Regions from separate parts of the Mus musculus genome. Here regions 1 and 2 are each linked to region 3. A link is a contact called in public promoter capture Hi-C data. All regions are on one chromosome and are shown on one strand. The core of a region is the stretch at or near the end of the contact, and the rest is flanking DNA. Distances in the headings are between cores, read along the strand shown.

Evidence for each region. Promoter capture Hi-C pulls out the DNA fragments that hold promoters and counts their contacts. Capture Hi-C pulls out chosen DNA fragments and counts their contacts.
Region 1: a contact with region 3 is called in a promoter capture Hi-C map of adipose tissue. The contact joins the promoter of Mon1a here to the promoter of Gpx1 in region 3. A contact is called at or near these places in 3 of 39 promoter capture datasets (the C10 cell line, neutrophils and pre-B cells), 4 of 115 datasets of contacts at active chromatin or transcription factors (bone marrow-derived dendritic cells, bone marrow-derived macrophages, large pre-B cells and 1 more) and 3 of 9 other capture datasets (adipose tissue, liver and pancreatic islet).
Region 2: a contact with region 3 is called in a promoter capture Hi-C map of liver, with 2.4 times the contacts expected there. The contact joins the enhancer-like site here to the promoter of Gpx1 in region 3. A contact is called at or near these places in 4 of 39 promoter capture datasets (the C10 cell line, hippocampal neurons, liver and 1 more), 1 of 15 datasets of contacts at CTCF or cohesin (the NIH/3T3 cell line), 1 of 484 Hi-C or Micro-C datasets (CD4 T cells), 3 of 115 datasets of contacts at active chromatin or transcription factors (bone marrow-derived dendritic cells, bone marrow-derived macrophages and large pre-B cells) and 2 of 9 other capture datasets (adipose tissue and liver).

The regions. Positions count from the first base shown.
Region 1 is chr9:107,886,154-107,890,560 of GRCm38.p6, forward strand. Mon1a (MON1 homolog A, secretory traffciking associated) reads left to right here and starts at 1,976. Exons shown (of 6, transcript NM_028369.3): 1 at 1,976-2,249.
Region 2 is chr9:107,850,941-107,855,395 of GRCm38.p6, forward strand. It overlaps Rbm6 (RNA binding motif protein 6), which reads right to left. Exons shown (of 21, transcript NM_011251.3): 3 at 1,185-2,463; 4 at 1-64. Among named protein-coding and RNA genes, the nearest start is that of Rbm6, 20 kb to the right of the region's middle. Within about 2 kb of position 2,706, at least 3 of the 459 cell types and tissues checked have an H3K27ac peak or open chromatin away from gene starts, as enhancers often do. A contact at or near this core is called in liver, where this site is marked.
Region 3 is chr9:108,336,186-108,340,545 of GRCm38.p6, forward strand. Gpx1 (glutathione peroxidase 1) reads left to right here and starts at 2,895. Exons shown (of 2, transcript NM_008160.6): 1 at 2,895-3,373; 2 at 3,592-4,157. The coding sequence starts at 3,128. The coding sequence ends at 3,951. It overlaps Rhoa (ras homolog family member A), which reads left to right. Exons shown (of 6, transcript NM_016802.5): 6 at 463-1,758. The coding sequence ends at 636.

The sequences.
Region 1 (4,407 bases), core at 726-3,225, 450 kb before region 3:
TGAGCAGTACCTAGGGAGATGCCAAACACAGAGGTGGGAATCTCTAACCTCAGTGTTGGGGCTACAGAGACAGGTGGATCTCTGGAGCTTGCTGGCCAAGGCAGTCTAGTCAACCAGTGAACTCCAGGCTCCATGAGACCTAAAAGTGGGACAATGTCAAGGAAGTTTTAGTTTCCTTCTGCTGCTGTGCTAGAACATTCTGACCAAAGGCAACTGAGGGGAGGAGAGGACTGATTTCAGCTCACAGGCCACAGTTGATCCTTAAGGAAACTCAGCACAGGAACTTTTGAAGCAGAAACCAGGAAGGAACCCATGTTGCTTGCTGGCTCACTCAAGCTGAGTAGCCCAGGACCACCTGCCCAGGGAATAACACTAATTGCAATGAGCTGGGCACTCCTGCATCAATTAACAACTGAAACAATTCCCCACAGACACTGTGTCAAGTTGAGAACTGAAGCTGATTAGAACAACACCCAACGTAAGATGTGCACACACACCCCTGCACATATTCCCATACATATTTGCACATACATGAACACAGAACATACATATGCACACAAAAGAAGACCTCGAACTCAGAAATCTGCCTGCCTCTGCCTCCCAAGTGCTGGGATTAAAGGGGTGAGCCATCACCGCCCTGCTCAAAAATTCTTACTTTAGACTCGTATAGTGAAATAATATGAAATGAAGTATATAGGGAAAACTTGTATAAATTATATTTGCTTCAAGGTAGGAACCTGGAAGCCAGAGCAAGCAAAGAGAGGAAATCCTGAAAGACCTATGGAGACTTGGAGAAGTTCCACTCCCCTTCTCAGTCTCCACTGCAAAGGAACGAACTCCCTCTCACATGGGACGCTTCCCTTACCCAGCATTTAAGGGTCTGGTAACCCTGTGGAAACTATCTCCAGGAAAAGGTCACAGGTTGTCATCATGTCAGTCACACATATGCCAGTATTATGGAGCCAGATTTCAAATTTGCATGGGAGAGAGGGAGGGAGGGAGAGAGAGAGAGAAAGAGAGAGAGAGAGCACACATATGCCAGTATTATGGAGCCAGATTTCAAATTCGCATGGGAGAGAGGGAGGGAGGGAGGGAGAGAGAGAGAGAGAGAGAGAGAGAGAGAGAGAGAGAGAGAGAAGAGAAGAGAGAGAAGAGAGAGATCCCCAACTTCTCCGACCTCCTTAGGGAGCCTGTCAAACTGCAAGGAAAAGTCAGAGGTTTTTGACTTTGTCCTTTATCTCAGAACTATTGGGATGACTAACCATGAAGCTTGAAAAGTAAGCAAATTGCTTCAGATAAAATATAAGTAATACTAGCCATTCCCTAATTTTGCTTCTTCAAACTATTCACCAGAAATAAGGGCTGCTGGGAAAACTTGTTTTCCTGTTTTTATTACTTTGTGTCTAGGAAATTATAAGCAGTGGTTCCTTGCCCTTAGAAATCACCCAGGAGCTTTTTCAAACAACTCCGATGCCTCGTACCTCACATTCATCCCATTAAGTAAAAATCTATAGGATAGTGTCCAGGCATTAATGTTTTTTTAAAAGCTCCCCGGGTCAGTTTATGTGAATTGTTGAGAATTGTGCTTTCTATTGCCTTAAAATAATATACTGTGACCAGACTTAAGGTCTTTTTAAGCAACAATTTTTGAGTCTTTTCAACACGTCCGCGTCTTGTACAGTCTATGTGGTTGTGCTCACTAGTGGCATTTATCCAGCTCCCTAAACTTATCATCTTTCCATGATCGGTGGGGAAATACTGACGTTCGTTCTGGTCCCTTAAAGTAAACATCTAGTGGGTGTTTGGGGGGAAGGGTAGAGGACCCGCCTCTAAGACACGGAAGAAGGCGGTGCCAGGTGAGGCAACCCGGGTCCTAGGTCAGACCCCGCCTCTGGCATCGCCAGGCTCGGGAGCCCGGAACCGCTCCCGCAGCTTTAAGGCTGCGGAGAGTTACGGACTACATTTCCCACAATGCACACAGGGGCGGGCTGGGGCTGGCCAAGAGGCTGGAACCGGGCCTCCGCCACCAGAGGCCGGTGAAAGCTGTCTTCCTGCGCCGGTGGCCGGTTAAGGGTCGGCAGGAGAGATCGGTTCCTCCGCTGTGGCCATGTCTGTATCCTCCAGGGGCGGTAGCCCCGCGAAGTTGCACTCTGAGGCCAGGCACTGCTGGACACTTATATCTCCCCAGGGGTCTGGCAGAGGGCAGTGACTGGTACCCTCGGTAGGTCCTGTGTTTCCCCAAGAAACAGGTGAGTTCGACTGCTAACCCACGTGGCCTGGGGGCGGCGAGAGGCGGGCAAGCTGTCATCTTTAGAGGGAGGGGCTTGAAAACTAGGGGGGGGGGGTGTCCCGGCCATCTACTGCCCCGATAGGGGTACTGCGGCTCTTTGGGGTCCTTTAGCCGGCTGGTCCCAGCTAGGCACTAAGAAAGATGAGGCGAGAACTCATCCTTTGGCCGGGAGAGCAATGTCCCATAGGCAGCAGACACCAACCCCCAATTCGGACATATTCGGCCCACAGAGTTCTCTTTAAAAGGAGGATGGTGGAGCGAGGCAGGCAGGTCTGAAAGGGTGAGCCAACCCTTTCTAGGTAGAGTTTGCTTGGGAACTGTGAGCAGCCTTTGTCAGGAAGGGGAGTGGCCTCTAGAGGTGACAAGGAACTAGGCTCATTGTAGATCCTGGAGGCATCCTGCTGAAGCAGCCACATCACAGTCCCAATTGAGCCCTGACTGTCAGACTTTCTGAGTCGTCCTCCCAAGTGGACCAAAGGGGTCAAGATCAAATTTGAAGCGCTGTTAGAACAGGAAAAAAGATCAAGGTTGTTTGAAGCTAGTAAGGAGGGGCTTTTGCAAGACCCTCCTCTCTCAGGAGCAATCTGAAGGAGGGAGGCGCATTGGAAGGAGGGACAGCATCAGCTTTTTGTTTGTTTGTTTGTTTTTGTTCTTGGTGATTTTGTTCATAGGCTCTGCTAGAGGCTTCTAGGAAAAGTTGCATGCCCTGGGAGCACTTAGAGGAACTGCCTAAAAAGTGTTCCTGTAGAGACCACTGGAGCTGTTCTCAGACACCTCCCTTGCATAACGGCTCAGGACCAGCTTTTCCAGGAGCACTTGCTGCAGAAATCAAAGTCTATTGGAGGTGGGAGGTGGGCTTTATCTGCTCCACTCAGCCTTCTTGCCTGAGTGTGTGGGTATCCAGAAAACGGTTCGCTTCACCAGGCCTTCTGGTTGGAACCCCAGACTGACCTTGGAGAGGATAAAAATGCTATATGATCTCACATAGAAGGAGAACTTTTGTGGAAAAAAAAAAAAAAAAAAGCACCGGCTAGCTCTAGACAGCTGGCCCTGCTCCGTTCCCTGTGCAGGTCCTATGCTGGGGACACTCAGGAACACTGGATTTATTTAACCCTCAGAAGCACAAAAAGTGTCCTGAAGGAGCATGTTGTCAGGACGGCATAGCTGGTGTAGAACTTGTTTGGAGTTTGAAGGCAGAAGTACAAAGCCACAGAGAGGGCATTGTGCAGACCTAGGAGGTAGATAAATTTGGGAGAGATAGCTAGAAGCAGCTGAGAACTGGCAACCTGGCTCTGCAACTGCAGAGAAGGTAAGAACAGCTTGCTTGATACCGGGGAGGCTGAGGCCCGTGGCTCTTTGACCTGATGTCCTGGGGCAGGGGAGAGGGGGTCAGAAGGAGGGGTCCCTCAAACTAGAGCTCATGCTTCCTGAGGTCAGAAGTATGTTTGATCAGGTCATTCCTCAGGCCCTGGCTGACTGAGAAATCTTCTAAAGGATTGATTGGCAGGACAGAGACCACTGGACCTGTGTGTAAATGCAGTCTGAGTGCTAAGAATAACCACAATGTGCTAATAGCTTCAGCTGAGTATAGGGTATGCTTACTCTGTATAGCCAGGCCACATGTATTATCTCATTTAATCTTCCCACCCCATACATCATTCCTGGCTGTTTGCAGCCATTCGGTACCATTTTATAAGTAAGAAAACGGACCAGTAAAACCAGTTCCTCCAACTGCAGAGCTGCTTTTCCTGACTACTTCCAAGGACAAGCTGTCTCCACAGGCAAGAGTTTTCTTGCCTGACCCCAGGTACACTTGAACTGGGTGTTCTTCACACACCTTTTCTTTTCTTTATCCTCCAAAGATGTGTTAAATGCCGATTTAATTCCTCCTGCACATGTCTAATGTAGCAGGCCACAGAGTGACCTTCAATCTAGGGAAAGAAAAGCCCTGGTGAGCAGATATACTGCTGATAAGGTATTCCGACAGCAGCATGAAGTGAGGGAGTGAGTCACTGTGCTAGCCTAGGAAGAGACTTAGGGTGTAGGTAGACTGAGGGCAAAGGTCAAGTGAAGAGTTCCGGCTACGCTGGGCTGATGTAGAAAGGGGGCAGGAAGAA
Region 2 (4,455 bases), core at 1,456-3,955, 490 kb before region 3:
CCCCACTTAATCGAATAAGCCTGTTAGGTTTCTCCTCGCTTGGGCCAGTCCTATAATCTTGATCCTTGAATTCAGAATGTAAAGTTATTTCACAAATAGATTTATTTTTGCATGTAAAAAAAATAAAGTCGACATAATATATACTCAAGATCAAAAGTGATTTGCATTATGGTGAAGATATGAGCAATTATAATCTCTCATTCTCCCTAATATCACTGGATTATAAGTATGCTAAGACTAATTAAAGAAAATAAAATTCTCAAAACATACTATTTGGTTACTAAGTATTAAGATCAACAACAGGGGCTGGAGAGATGGATCAGCAGTTAAGAGCACTGACTGCTCTTTTAGAGGTCCTGAGTTCAATTCCCAACAACCACATGGTGACTCACAACATCTGTAATAGGATCTAATGCCCTCTTCTGGCATGTCTGAAGAGAGCAGTAGTATACTCATATAAATAAAATAAATAAATCTTTAAAAAAAAAAAAAAAACAAAAAATAAAAAAAACAGGTGTTGGCTCATGCCTTTAATCCCAGCACCTGGGAGTCAGAGAGAGGTAGATCTGAGTTCAAGGCCAGCCTGTTTTACAGAGTGAGTTCCAGGACAACCAAGGTTACACAGAGAAACCCTGTCTTTAAAAAAAAAAAAAAAAAAAAATCACATAGGAAACCTAAGTGGAGATGGGTAAAATCTATTTTAAGATAATTTTCATAATTAAATTGCAAATATAACTGTACTTGCTTATATTCAAGAAACTTAACCTTTAAGCTGAGTAAGCTAGCTATAAGAGGAAACGTGTATAAAACATTAACATCATCATATCCTCATGACTGCAAAAAATACTAAGTATTCTCTAAATGAACATAAATAAGGAAATAAATCCTAAATCACAGGGACTGCAATAGTATTAAGAGCCACTCCCCAAAGATTGATCATTTGAAATCAATTTAACACAGGACATTTAAACAAGCACAATAAAGCAAAAGAATGATTAAACAAACACACATCGAAAACATGTTCTGAGCCAAGGGCCTTTTTTAGATGTTTAAACTCCTATATTCTACTCTCAATTACAGAATTTCCTTTTGCGTGGTTGTATAAGAAGGCTTTAGTGACTAAACATCTTCTATTCTATACTTCAACCTTGACAAAAGGATTATGAATCACCTCATCAACATACCTGAAGGTCTTGTTGGGCATCTCTGGACATTTTGCCCTGAGAAAATGACTTGCTCTGGCCATAGCCAAAAATCTGGTTTCCTGGCAACCTGTGATCCACATCACAGTATTCAATGCTTCTGTAATCAGTGTCTTGTTGGCCAAGAAAGTCCAAATCACCTTCTTCTTTAAACAGACCAGCATCTGAACTCTGTTGTTCACCTCCAGAAAGCTTTGGCTTATCTTGTTCTTGAACTGGACTTTGGCTGTTTTGAAAGTCTGATTGAGATTCATGTTCAAAAGTTCCACTTTGTGTTTCTCCTTCTCTTGTTTCTGAATGCTCAAATTCTCCCTTCTGAACACCAAAAGCAGGTCTTTCCATTGCATGGTCATGTATGGATTCTTCTCTCTTGTTCATATTCATACCAGAATGTTCTCTCTCTTGTGGAGAAGGCTGAATGTAATCCAAAACTTTTGGATCCATAGGAGGCATCTCCCTATCTTTAAATTCCATACAAGGTCCTACCTCTCTGCCCCGAAAATCTTGGTAAGTCCTAGTACGATGTCTACCTCTGAAATCCGAATGTGGTGTATCCCTGTTCCTAAAGTCTAGATCAGTAGTAGCTGAACCTCGGCCTCTAAAGTCCACCTGTGTTCCATCTTTATCCCTGAAGTCCAAATCAGATACATCTCTGTTCCTAAAATCAGAACGAGACTGATCTCTGGATCTAAAATCCAAATCTGATAAATCTCTTCCCCTAAAATCTGAATGGGATCCCTCTCGGCCTCTAAAATCTAAATCATATGTGCCCCGCCCCCTAAAGTCAGTTGGAGGGACATCTCTACTTCTAAAGTCAACAGTATGAGAATCCCTGTCTCTATAATTCATATGAGGTGTCTCCCTACCTCTATAATCCATAGGAGTACCATCTCCACCCCTGTAGTCCATAGGTGGTCCTTCTCTATCCCGAAAATCCCCAGAATGTATGTCCCTGTTCCTGAAGTCCAACTGTGCTGAATCTCTACTCTGGAAATCCGAAGATGAAAAATCTCCCCCTCTGAAATCGTGTCCAGGTCCCTCCCCTCCTTGATAGTCACCATGTGGTCCATCTCTACCTCCATAGCTGAAAGAATGCTCCTCTACATTTGCAAAGGGAGGTCCTGAATGCCCCTGGAAATCAAAGGGAAGTGAATCTCTGCCAGGAAAGTTGCCAGAGTGTCTCTCTTGAGCATGACTCTTAAGGGGAGGAGGAGGATAATCCCTGTTCCACCCGGGAGCAAACCTTTCTTCTTGGCTCCCACTGTAGAAACAAAGACAGGGTTATTCATATTGTCCAGAGAGTTTGAAATCTACACACCAGCATATTCTTCTCTAATCACAGCATATTCTTCTGTAAACATATTTTGGGGGGCAGAGTTCTGTAACAAGGTCCTAGATCTGCAGAAAACAGCAAGTTTTGCTATTTTAAGATGAGGTGTCCGAGTAAACTTTTATGCTCCCATTTCAGAACACGAGGTAAGTCAACACAAGGTTTTCAACATGACTGCTGCAGAAAAAGCTTTCACCCAGTCCTGCAACAGGGAAAATCCGCAATACCAGATAAGCTAACAAAGGTAACATACTACAAAAATTCCCAGTTTCTACAGCCAAGGAACTTAAAATTCCAAGGTCATTATGACAATTACTACACATGTGGAGTCAGGGGTAATCAGTGCAATTTTCTGTTTGGTTGTTTGGTTTTTCTTTTGATTTTCAGACAGGACTTGGTTATATAATAACCTGGCTAACCTAGAAATCACTATGTAGACCAGGCTGGTGTTGAATTTGAAGTAACCCTCTATTCCCTCTGCTTCCTGAATACTAGATTATAATAAACAACCATGCTCGGCCTCAAAATATAAAATGTCTTGTAAGTTCCAGGAAGTGTCTTTCTAATTGCTGCACACAATGGTAAAGATTCCCAAATATTTTATTATATCTACATCATGGATTGTAATTAATCCAATTGAGTATAGTCCAGAAAGGACTCATTGTATATCATTGTGACCAGTAGCAGCATTAATGCCAGCTCTATTGGGCCTCTACTCAGAAAGATCCTCATCTGGGCCCAATAACTATCCAAGAGTATATTATCACAGAAGGCAACATGAATCATTCCACAAAGCATGTTAGGTGATCTACACCAAGCTAAATTATGTAAGAACTTAAAGCTGAAAGTCACCTAGAACATTAGTTCTTTAGGCATTATCTTCATGTCCAAAATAAAAAAGCTGACAAGATTCTAATGCCTCAAGCTAACTTTTTATTGCAATAAAACATTTTAAAATACTTACAGTTAGAAAAGGGACAACAAAAAAGAATAAATGAGACAGGAGAGATAGTTAAAGGCGCTTGCTGGTCTTCCAGAAACCCTAGGTTTGGTTCCCAGAACCCATGTGACAGCTCACAACCTGTATACTCCAGTTCCAGGGAATCTGACACCCTCTTCTGGCCTCTTTGGGAAGCAGGCATGCATATGATCTATACACATTTCAACAAAACATCCATCATATAACTCAAGAAAATAAACAAGCTGGTAAGTGGTAACACATGCCTTTAATCCCAGGATTTAGGAATCAGAGGCAGGCAGATCTCTTGAGTGTACCAAGGCCAGCCTGGTCTACAAAGTGAGTTCTGGGACAGCCAGGGTTGCTACATAGAAACCCTGTCTTGAATAAACAAAAAAACAAACAAACAAAAAACAAAATAAAAATAAAGGAGAAATAAATAAGAGTTGCCCAGCCTTTCAAACTACTCAGCATCTTTCCTTTGCCTAATCACTAGAGCATTTTACACATTTTGGCTTTTATCAAAGATCAAGAGACAGCCATAAAGGGTGGTCTACAACTATTAATCTCATTGCTTGGAATGTTGAGGAGGATGATCCTGAATTTAAGAGTAGCCTTAGAATGAGAACCTATTTCAACAAATCAAAAAAAAATCAAGGAACTTAAGTAGGCAATTAGACACCGGGGAATCCCAGAGAAGGCACGTGAAAAAGGAAATAAAAATGGTTAAAGAGCTATCTACTGCTTGGCAAGACAACAAGAACATGTAGATTATCAGAATCAACTCAAGATTCTCCTCCCAAGACATACTGATTCTATCATAAGACCCTTCTGAGCTCAAACTCCACCCCCACAGTAGGAGGCCAAAGACAACCAACACTAGGTAACTCAGCTCAGGAGGACTGGTCCATCACCATACCATCACCACTCCCTTTCTATCTTTTGTTTTTTAATTTATTATTTGG
Region 3 (4,360 bases), core at 1,645-4,144:
AAAAAGAACCGGAAAAAAAAAGCAATGTATTTAAAAAAAAAAAAAGTCATGCTGACTGTGGTAGCATGTGCCTTTAATCCCAGCACTCTTGAGTTCCAGGCCAGCCTGGTTTATAGAGGAAGTTCCAGGATAGTGAGGGCTACACAGAGAAACTCTGTTTAGCAAAACAAAACAGGGCTGGAGAAATGGCTCAGTGGTTAAGAGCACGGTCTGCTCTTCCAGAGGTCCTGAGTTCAAATCCGGGCAATCACATGGTGGCTTAGAGCATTGGTAATGGGATCTGATGCCTTCTTATGATTTGTCTGAAGATGGCTACAGTGTATATGTATAAATAAAATAAATCTTTTTTAAAAAAGAAAGAAAAAGAAAACAGAAAAGGACAAGAATTAGCTGAAAACACTTTTTTCTCTTTTCTTGTTTTCTTTTCTCTTCTTTTTTTTTTTTTCTTTTCTTTTCAACTAGGAGCCGGTAAAACCTGAAGAAGGCAGAGATATGGCAAACAGGATTGGCGCTTTTGGGTACATGGAGTGTTCAGCAAAGACCAAAGATGGAGTGAGAGAGGTTTTTGAGATGGCCACGAGAGCTGCTCTGCAAGCTAGACGTGGGAAGAAAAAGTCTGGGTGCCTCATCTTGTGAAGCCTTGTGAACGCAGCCTCATGCGGTTAATTTGAAGTGCTGTTTATTAATCTTAGTGTATGATTACTGGCCTTTTCATTTATCTATAATTTACCTAAGATTACAAATCAGAAGTCATCTTGCTACCAGTATTTAGAAGCCAACCACGATTATTAATAATGTCCAACCTGTCTGACCAGCCAGGGTCCTTCTGACACTGCTCTAACAGCCCTCTCTGCACTCCACCTGACACCAGGCGCTAATTCAAAGAATTTCTTAACTTCTTGCTTCTTTCTAGAAAGAGAAACAGTTGGTAACTTTTGTGAATTAGGCTGTAACTACTTTATAACTAACATGTCCTGCCTACTTTCTGTCAACTGCAAGAACTCTGGTGAGTCACTACTTCAGAGCTTTCCTTGTTAACAGACTCCATTGCCAGAGCTCTGGGGTGGGTATTCAGTTTTTTGAAATCTTGCTCAGCCAGAAAGGCCCAAGTCCACGCAGCTGTTGCAGAGTTACAGTTCTGTGGTCTCATGTTAGTTACCTTATAGTTACTGTGTAATTAGTGCCACTTAATGTATGTTACCAAAAAATAAATATATCTACCCCAGACTAGATGTAGTATTTTTTGTATAATTGGATTTCCTAATACTGATATTTGTCATTCCCACAGAAAGTGTATTGCTTCTTTTCTTTTTCTTTCTTTCTTTCTTTTTTTCTTTTTTTTTTTTTTTTTTAAGAAAGTGTATTTGGAAATAAAGTCAGATGGAAGAATTCATTTTTAAAATTCCCATTTTGTCACTTTCTCTGATAAAATATGGCCATATCCCTTATTCAGCCCTATATATCATTCTAGTACCCCTTTCCAGACTGGACTAAGTAGGAATTTGGTTTCCCGCCTGAGGCAGTTATACTTTGGAGGTGGCATAGCCTTTCTCACCTGGACTGCAGGGTCTGGCTCTAAGTCACAGTGCTCCTTTCTCCACACTGTATCCAAGTTGCCTCCCAGAGGAGCCACCAGTTCTTATGGGTGGCAGTGGGTGGGGGTGGGGGGGTCTCTTCTCTCCAGCTGACTAAACATTTTTCTGTACCAGTTAATTTTTCCAACTAATAGAATAAAGGCAGTTTTCTAAATTTCCTGTATTCTCTTGTGTGTTGCTTTCGCCGGAAAGACTCCCCTGGAGAGGCTTCTTGAATGGCACCAGCTCCTCCTACTCCCTCCCTCTTCTAGACTAACCTTTTGTCTCCTCCCAAGAACATGGAAGTGGTTTCCCTGTGACACGTTCAAATCTAAAAAGTGGAGTGGAAGCCGGGTGTGGTGGCGCAGGCCTTTCATCCCAGCACTCGGGAGGCAGAGGCAGGTGGATTTCTGAGTTCGAGGCCAGCCTGGTCTACAATGTGAGTTCCAGGACAGCCAGGGATATACAGAGAAACCCTGTCTAAAAAAGACAAAAAAAAAAAAAAAAAAAAAAAGTGGAGTGGAATGTCATAGAGGGGACATGAGGGGCTGGGTTTTCTGGACTAAGACCAAACTGCACTGGGGGCAGGAATCTAGGACCACTAGAAGCACGTGTTCTGAGAGGAGCTAGGTTAGAGTCTGGAGCAGGGAGTCCTGCACTGCTGTCCACCCTTACAAAAACAACCAAAAGAAATTGCCTTTGATAGCGCTGTTAGTGCTACTAAAAAAAAGTCAGGCATGGGTGGTACAAGCCTTTAGTACCAGCACTCGGGATGAAAGCAAAGAGACAGGTAAATCTCTTGAGTTCTAGGCCTGCCTGGGCTACTGAACAAGCCTTAGTACAGCCAAGACTGCATACAGAAACACTGATGAGATGGAGACACCCCCCAAGACAAAACAAAACGAAAACATGCACTTGGAGTTCCAGGCGAGCCAGGGCTCTGTAGAGACCTTGTCTCAGAAACAAAACACTGGCCACCTGATGCGACGCAGCTCCTCTTGAGTTCAATTCCCAAATTATCACCGAGTGGAAGGAGAGAACCAACTCTGACCTCAACATGCATGCTCCTTCGATTTAATTAAACAATAAGTGTAATTAAACTTATGTTTTTAAAACCCTATAACCTTATGACTAGAAACGTGTGGGTAAAGTTACACAATATAAGGGAGCTGTGCGTGAGCTGCTTTAGCCGTTGTTATTGCCAGAGGCCATCTTCCTAGGCGGGACTCTAGACTAATTAAGAAACGGTTGAGTAAGACAGAGCTGGAAGATCCCCGCCTAAGCAAGCAGCTTCCTTCCAGACTAGTGCTACAGGAGCTAGACCAGACCCGCCCTAGGCACCTCCAGGCGCTTTAGCCCGGCCGCACCCTCTTCCCTGTTCCTCGATGGGGGGAGGGTAGAGGCCGGATAAGGCGGGACCCTGAGACTTAGAGCTGGCTGCCAGCCGGAAAGAAAGCGATGCCACGTGATCTCAGCACCATCCAGTTAAAAGGAGGTGCAGGGCCCTGTGAGCGCTAGTACGGATTCCACGTTTGAGTCCCAACATCTCCAGTATGTGTGCTGCTCGGCTCTCCGCGGCGGCACAGTCCACCGTGTATGCCTTCTCCGCGCGCCCGCTGACGGGCGGGGAGCCTGTGAGCCTGGGCTCCCTGCGGGGCAAGGTGCTGCTCATTGAGAATGTCGCGTCTCTCTGAGGCACCACGATCCGGGACTACACCGAGATGAACGATCTGCAGAAGCGTCTGGGACCTCGTGGACTGGTGGTGCTCGGTTTCCCGTGCAATCAGTTCGGACACCAGGTATATGGGGCGAGATGGGTGGCCTTGGGCTCTAGGCTCCCACGGGCGGGACACCGCTTACTTTCTCCTCTGGTACTACAGCTGGAATGCAGGCCTATCCTCGGTTATACAAGGAGGGCAACTTCCTGGTGACTCATCGGGAAACCTCTGTTTTGCAGTTAAAAAGCACATTCTTTCCGAAATCCTAGCACATAAATAAATGCCTTTGTCTTCCCTAGGAGAATGGCAAGAATGAAGAGATTCTGAATTCCCTCAAGTACGTCCGACCTGGTGGCGGGTTCGAGCCCAATTTTACATTGTTTGAGAAGTGCGAAGTGAATGGTGAGAAGGCTCACCCGCTCTTTACCTTCCTGCGGAATGCCTTGCCAACACCCAGTGACGACCCCACTGCGCTCATGACCGACCCCAAGTACATCATTTGGTCTCCGGTGTGCCGCAACGACATTGCCTGGAACTTTGAGAAGTTCCTGGTGGGCCCCGACGGTGTTCCCGTGCGCAGGTACAGCCGCCGCTTTCGTACCATCGACATCGAACCTGACATAGAAACCCTGCTGTCCCAGCAGTCTGGCAACTCCTAAGGCGGCCCTGGCATTGGCTTGGTGATTACTGGCTGCACTCTGGGGGGCGGTTCTTCCATGATGGTGTTTCCTCTAAATTTGCACGGAGAAACACCTGATTTCCAGGAAAATCCCCTCAGATGGGCGCTGGTCCCATCCATTCCCGATGCCTTTCCACCTAATGAAAGGTGGTTTCACTACTAAGAATAAAGTGCTGAATATCAGAATTGTTTGTGTGTCCTGTGTCATTGTCACCTTTTGGATAGCCTCATAGTCAGGGATAAGGAACTCAATCCCAGAGCCTAAACGTCCCTTTCCCCGCCCCTTATGCTTTTCTTTCTCCCTGTCCCAGGACATGGTTAAGGTCAGTCTTGAGTCGCCGTTACAGCAGAGGCCATACTCCAGAAGGAGGAAGCCAGTAGACAAGGGC